2 separate regions of the Zea mays genome follow, and region 1 is linked to region 2. Evidence: chromatin contacts called from public Hi-C data. All regions are on one chromosome and are shown on one strand. Each heading gives the region's core, a stretch centred on a gene start, on an enhancer-like site or on the middle of the called end of the contact. The rest is flanking DNA. Distances are from core to core; before and after follow the strand shown. Region 1 holds the start of LOC100191697. Region 2 has its middle 48 kb from the start of LOC100191697.

Region 1 (3,669 bases), core at 279-2,778, 48 kb after region 2:
GATGAAACCACAAGAAAAAAATAATAAAGAGCCAGTTTTGCGTTTCCCAGCACGCACGCTCGTACCCTATGCGTTAGCGCCATGCTCTTCGTGTGCGCCCACGCCAGCGGCTGCCTCCCGCCGCCGGTGGCCTCGCGGACCGCCGCCTGCTCCGCCCGGACGGCCTCGAGCAGCTTGGGGTGGTCGTGGAGGTACTTGACGATCCAGGTGAGCGCGCTGGCCGTCGTGTCCTGCGCCGCGAACAGCACGCCGATGACGTTGTCGGCGATCTGCTCGTCGCTCAGGAGCGGCGCGCCGTCGTCGCCCCGGGACCGCATCAGGCAGCCCAGCAGGCCGGTGCCCGCCGCCTGGGCCTGGCCACGACGCTCCCGCATGATGTCGCACAGCACGCCGTGCAGCCGCCGCCGCGCCTACGGTGTACGTACGGTACGGTGTCCAGCGATTTCGTCACATGCATGCGTGCGTGCCAGGGGCAGGGCAGTACGTACTGCCGTTGCCCGAGACGTACCGTACGTGTAATGCGTTGGATGGGTTGTGTAAATGCCGTGTCGCGTGTGTGCTCACCTGCATCGCCTTGTAATGGAGCGTCCCCGGCAGGCTGTTGGGGAAGGAGTTGTACCCCTTCTCCACGACGGAGTAATTCTTCCTCAGCTCCGCCTTGCGCCGCTCGTCCAGCCGGCCGCCGAAGATCGTCACGATGCCCACATCAAACGACAGCTGAAACGTAACAACAGAAGCAAACAATCGTATTAATTCTCAGCACCCGATTCATTCCAACATTATATAATTGGCCGCGCATGCATGCTTGACTATTATTATTATTCCTTACCGTCTTCATGGCGTGGAACGTGCTTCTGACGTGGCCGGCGTCCCAGGAAGCGAGAGTGGACCGCACGGCGGCCTCCACCTCAGGAACGAGCGCGCGCAGCGCGTCGGGGCCGAGCGCGCCCTGGACGAGCTTGCGGAGGCGGAGGTGGTAGTCGCCCTGGTGGAAGAAGAGAGCCGACGGCCCGATCATGCGCTCCTTGCTCCGCGGGTAGGTCGGCTTGAACAGGTGCGCCTGCGTCACCAGCACGAACCGCGCCGCCTCCGGGCTCGCCAGCATCACGCACGGGCAACCCAGAAGGTGCGTCTTGAAGATCTCGCCGTACCTGCACACAAGGCATGCATGGTCGTTCCGTTCGAATCATTAGCAGCTTGTGAACAAGGGGGCGGATCCAGAACGAAGGACGAACACGCTGCCCGCATGAGTAGTAGTAGTTGCCTACGGCGACTAACCTCTTCTGTTTGGAAGCGAAGAAGAAGCTGGGGTCCTGGGAGTAAAGCTGGAGGGTCTCGCCAAGGTAAGGCCAGCCCATGGAGCCAGGAGGCAGCTTCAAGGGAGCAGACCTCCCATGGCCGCCGAAGCGGCCTTTCCCCTTTTGCCAGCGAGTGTACTGGACGTAGGAGGCGATGGCTAGCAAGATGAGGATGCACACGAGGGCCAAGAAGAAGGCCATCCAACTCGCAGACTGGCCTGCGGAGTTTTCTTGCCCGGCTTGCGCTTGTGCGTTCTGTGTGTGACTGAGGGCTGCTTTATAGAGTGTGTTGGTGGGCTGGGGCGTCGGAGGAGGGAAGAAAAATCTTTCCTGGAGGGATCTTTCGAATGGTGGAGGTCGAGCGAGCGCCTTGCGTGGTATTTATACAAGGAGCGCTGCTGGCAAGTGGCAAATCTCATGCTTAAAGTCAAAGATCGACTTGCACGCGGGAGGATAAGTTCCAGACGGCTTTCTAATACTCGCTCCATTTCTTTCTAATAGATTGTTGATTTAGTTTTGTCCAATACGGACTATCAATTTTGTCGGAATTTGTAAAATTCACCATTATATAAGATTTACGTTTGAGTTACTCAAAAAATATTTTCGTAATATATAATTCGGACGTTGTTAAACAATACGAGTTTATAGGAATTCACGATAGAAAATTGCATAGTTGACTTAGGAAAAAGCTAGAAATACGACATTTATAAACATTAGAGGATATTTTGGAATCACCTAGACCTTCCACGTGCTCTCACATAGTCCTTATGTTTCTATTTTTTTATAAATTGTGGGTGTTCTTTTATATTGACCATAAAAATGAATGTAAAAATTATATTGGGTGGACATAAGAAGCAACCCTTGGGCTCTTCTTCATAAGAACATCTCATATGCACATAAGCCTTTCGTGTGTATGGTGCCAATATTAAATCGTGGTCGTCCATCACCCACCGTTTTTTGCTCCGTTTATTTTATAAATAACACCCCGACCATCCGCATCCTTCTCTATGCAATAAAGGAGAGGAATGGAACAATATAGTTCTAAGTTGGATGACAATAATTTAATATATATATACATCATGTATACCAAATACTCATATGCACCTGGCATGCTTCCATTCACCCTTCTCCATTCATCTTGCTTCAGACCTATGTACACCAAATACTCATATTCTTCGTTCTTCTCCTATTCCCTCTTCTTGTGCTCATGCAAATCTTTTATCTCCTTAGATCATCTCTGAAAGGTCGTGTAAATGGTCATGCAAAATATTGTTTTATACTGTAAATTGCTCTATTTATAGAGTAGAGTTTGAAATAGAAAATGGTATAGGTAGTCTACTGGCCGACGGTAGGGGAGGAGCTTGAACCCTACTAGATCTCACTATATTTTAGAATGTTTATGCGCGCATATATATATATATATATATATATATATATATATATATATATATATATATATATATATATATAAAGAAATATTATTCATTTTGACAATAAAAATAAGAGAATATAGAGTATGACTGCAACCTCACCAAAAATATATTTCATGTCTCACTACCTTTATTTACTTGCCCATCGGTACATTATATGGAAATCCACATTGGTCATTTTTCTCTTTTATTTGCATGAGGTTCATAGTCAAGGATGCAAAACATAAGAAATGATGAGTTGCTCCAAAGCTATCGCTCGTTGCATGTGCAAATGTTATTTATGTTGAACTATACGTGTGCAAGTGGACAATGCTAAATGAGTCGTTACTAAGCACGAGCACGACACGACTCGTAGCACTTCCGCACACACAAGCACGATTCATATAGTGCCCTTGCCATATCTAGGCCGCCATCCCAACACATCGTGTTGGCACGAGCACGACATGATTAAGTGGTCGACACGATTAGATACTTTTAATCCAAGTGGTAATCTAAAGATATGTGATTGTGAATTATGGTTTATTATGGTTTTAAATATAATAAATCCACTCTATACTATTATGATTATTCATGTTTTAAAATTATTTTTGTAATTATAAAGATGTTATAATCTTTTGAGCTCTTAGAGTGAAATAGTGTCTGGACTAGTACGGGTAATACTAGATGTTAGTGCCATATAGTATCGTGTCTAGGCCGATGACTAGGCACTACTGGCACGATATGACACGGTTATTAATAGTGCATAATAGTGTAATGCCTATTAGTGCTAATACCAGTGTCGTGGCGTGCGGTCCGTTTGGCCATCAGGAGCATATCTAATAATGGGTGGTCCAGGTAGGCCATGACATACCCTAAGCGCCCACCAGACCATCAGTCAATCGATGCCTCGAAAAAAACCTAATACCAGTGTATTTTGTGTTTGATGTTTAGACATTTTTTCT
Region 2 (3,578 bases), core at 511-3,010:
AATTCATACCTTTAGTTTTGCTACTTTCCTCGTTTTTATCCTTAATCGTATTTTTCGTTCAGTTTTGTCCTTTTGCTCTATAGCGAATGGTAAAACTGAGGAAAAACAGTACTAAAGATAAAAATTAGAACACCAGCAAAACTAAGAACACCACCATAAAAACCGACATACTACATCAAAACTACATTCAAATTTATGTCGCCGGCTTGCCGTGGGAACCATGTCGACGTTCGTGACGATCCGCAATTCCATTGTACTGCTCCACGACGTTATGACGTAAATGGTACATATATTATTTGTCCATATTTGAATTCGATTTATCTAAGATGATTAAGATTCAATCCGTATTCGAGTTTGGATACTTAGTATCTGATCTGTATTCGATGTTTTTCTATATCCGAATTCTCAAAGTTAGATATTTAAAATATCAATATCCATTTAAATTTTATCCAACACAACTTAATAATATATGTATCCAATTCAAATCTGAAAAAATATAGAAACAAATATAGAACAAGAAATATTTGTATCCAATGGCTTGTTCGATTGCTACTAGATTGAAAAGGGTTGAAAGAGATTAAATCCTTCCATAATCAAACTTGAATAAAAGAGGATTTAATTGGCAGATCTTATTCTATTTGAGAGGGATTGGTGGGAATCGAAGGAGATTAAATCTATTCGTATTCAACTTTGAATAAGGAGGAATTTAATTCCCTTAATTCACTTCAACCGAATAAATCTTTAGGCCCTATTTGGCATAGCTACTGCTTATTAAAAAAAGCAATTTATCTGAGAACCGGTGAAAAATAGCTTCTGCTGATGTAGCTGCATGTTTGACACAACTTCTGCTTAAATATTTTAAGCTAAAAATAAGCGGTGGGCCTTAATCTTCTTTTATTGATCCACCAAACTGCGCGCACAAGCGCTGGAGCGGCGGAGGGATCGGTGTCGCCTGTCTAGAGATGGCAATGGGTACCCGCGACCCGATACCCGATGGGTATTTACTCCATTAGGGTATGTATGTGGGCTAAATATTCTACCCATAGGTCTATTATTGGGCAAAAATCTTCACCCAATGGGTAAACGAGTATTAGAACGTTCCGCCTTCACCCATACCCGTTAACCCGTGGGTATAAAATACCCAATATAAACTTATCCGAAGCATGAACTTGGACTTTAGTCATCCAACTTTTTTACTATTAACAACAATTTAATGACCATGTAATGGAACATGTAATGTGCTATGTAGTATTATCATAGTGTTACTACTTTATCCAATTATCTTTGGTGTGTTGAATGGATGGTTAAATGATGCTAGAAAAATTTGTAATGGTATTTATATGGATATACTTGACATTTGTATAGTATAATATTTTGATAGTTGTTTAATTTTTGTGGGTACGGGTGACCCGATGGGTGACTCATACCCACATGGTTATGGGTATGAGGGTAAATCCATATCCGCCATTGTATATGGGTGATCCGGTGGGGTTATTTTTGTATTGTGGGTATGAGTATGAGGTAGTAATACCCGGTGGGTATTTACCTATTGTCATCTATACGCCTGTCGCGTGCAGCGCACGTGCATTCATCTCCCGTCTTGGGCCTTCCTGTAGCCCATAGTACATACATGAGAGAGGCCCGTTTGCTTTTACCCCAGGGAAGGGGCCTCTGGCCCTTGATGCTTGAGCTTGTAGTTTGGGCTGAACTGCAAACAGAGGACCAGCCGAACAGCCCATAGCCGCCCGATAGTGCGATGGCGAAGCCAGCTTTGGTAGGGTCGATGCGCAGGAGCTGTCTATCTTTGCAGTGACCTGCATAGGCATGTGCATGGACCTGCCATCTAATCTAATGGATGAGTTCGGGATCCCGGACCACGGCAGATCCGAATGCCCGGCCGCTGCCCGGCAGCATTTTTTTCATGGTACCCATTGAATTGAACTACTAGCTACAGTGCTGCAAGACAGATGGCGGGCAAACCGTCAATGCCGCCGGAGATTGTTTGGTCCCTGTTTCCGACGCGTCGTCGTCCTTGCTAGCTGGCCTTGGAGCCGAGCGCAGCGCCGGCCCCGCGACCACGGACCACCCGCAGCGCGAAGACGAATCGCCGGACTGCACGCACGCACGTACGGCCGGCCGGGCGGACGCGGACCCTTGTGCGCGCGGATCTTGATGTCGGCGAGCGCGACGTGGGGGGCGGGAGGAATGTGGCTGAAAGGGGAAGCCGAACCGCCGGCTCCGGCGCCGCGCGTCCGACGTGTGCGGTGGAGGGAGGCGCAGCGCAGGGCAGGGCACTGTGCGCCTGTACGGCGCCCGGGTCAGCCTGAGCTGGACTCCAATGGACGCCCTTTGTCGCGGGACGGCGAGGTGGACGGGCGCCAACTCACTCGACAGCGTGGGGGGGACTCCTGCTGCGGGGGTTGGGTTTCGTTCCAGTGACCAGCTCTTCTAAGGGCGTGTTCGGCTGGCTACAAGCCGACACTGTTGCAGCTGTTTGGATTGCTGCAGCTGCAATCCATAGAGAGAAAAATACTGTAGAAGCCGCAGCCGCAGCCGGATTGCAGCCGCAACAAGCCGCAGCGAACAAGCTGTCACTTGTCCGTACTAGGATTTTTACTCATCCAGTCATTGTCGTCTGGTTTTGTAGTTTCATGTTCCACCACTCCATTGTTTGTGTTACAAATTATTGTATTTGTGATCAATCCAAGGGACGCGACAGATAATTCCCAAAGGACACATCCCTTGGGAACTCACCCCTTCATATGTATATAAACATAACCCCTGCTGCAATAAAGAAACAACTGTCATTCTTTCTGTCTCTCTACTGGTTTACCACTGAGTATATTTCAACACGTTATCAGCACTTTTGCTCACGAAAATAGAGAGAAAGAACAAGGATTATGGGTAGACGCTATGCCAGAATCATCACGATGAAATCCTTGTTCGATTGCAGAGCGCACAAGCAGCGCTCCTTCATGTAATCAGAGAAATCTGATTTTACAAGGTACGAACAACAATTACCAAGTTCATAATTAATTATTGAACAAATCTGCCACTCCTGCGCTCGCTGCACAACGCGAGGCAACCCAGCCTCGTTGCGCTGAGGCCGTGCAGTGCTGCGGGGTGCCGCGCGGGTGCCGCGCTAACCGAGACGGCGCCGGGCCTTGCCGTGCCATCAGCTGTGGCCATCGGGGCTGCATGCCGCTCGCAGTCGAGCCATTGTCCCGCACTAAGGCCGGCTGCCGGAGGCTGCACGCTGTGCGGGCCGTGGTGCCGTGTGCAGCCGGGGCTGCTGCGCACCTGCGCTGCCGTGGCCGCGCCGTCCATGGCGCCTGGCCGTAGTCGCCCGCGTGCCAGGCGGTGCCTGCGCCGTCGAGGTCGGCCGAGTGCCTGCCCGCACCTAGCCGTGACTGTGCATCACGTGCAGGGCGCCGCGCGCGCCAGAGCCGCACGCCACGCGCTTGGCCAGGGCCACGCCCGCGCGCACCGGGGGCACGTCCTGCACGGGGCCACATGGGCCTGCACCCACGTGCATCTGGCTGGGGCCGCATGGCTGGAGTGCGGCCGCACGCGCCTGG

The links. Hi-C and Micro-C count contacts between places; a contact is called where the count stands out from the background.
Region 1: a contact with region 2 is called in a Hi-C map of ear, with 3 times the contacts expected there. The contact joins the promoter of LOC100191697 here to the enhancer-like site in region 2. A contact is called at or near these places in 7 of 25 Hi-C or Micro-C datasets (ear, leaf and tassel).

Annotation. Positions count from the first base shown.
Region 1 is chr7:131,299,504-131,303,172 of Zm-B73-REFERENCE-NAM-5.0, forward strand. It overlaps LOC100191697, which reads right to left and starts at 1,529. Exons shown (of 8, transcript NM_001137126.1): 1 at 1,279-1,529; 2 at 830-1,151; 3 at 565-717; 4 at 66-410. The coding sequence starts at 1,499.
Region 2 is chr7:131,251,296-131,254,873 of Zm-B73-REFERENCE-NAM-5.0, forward strand. No RefSeq gene overlaps it. Among protein-coding and RNA genes, the nearest start is that of LOC100191697, 48 kb to the right of the region's middle. Within about 2 kb of position 1,761, at least 20 of the 20 cell types and tissues checked have an H3K27ac peak or open chromatin away from gene starts, as enhancers often do. A contact at or near this core is called in ear, leaf and tassel, where this site is marked.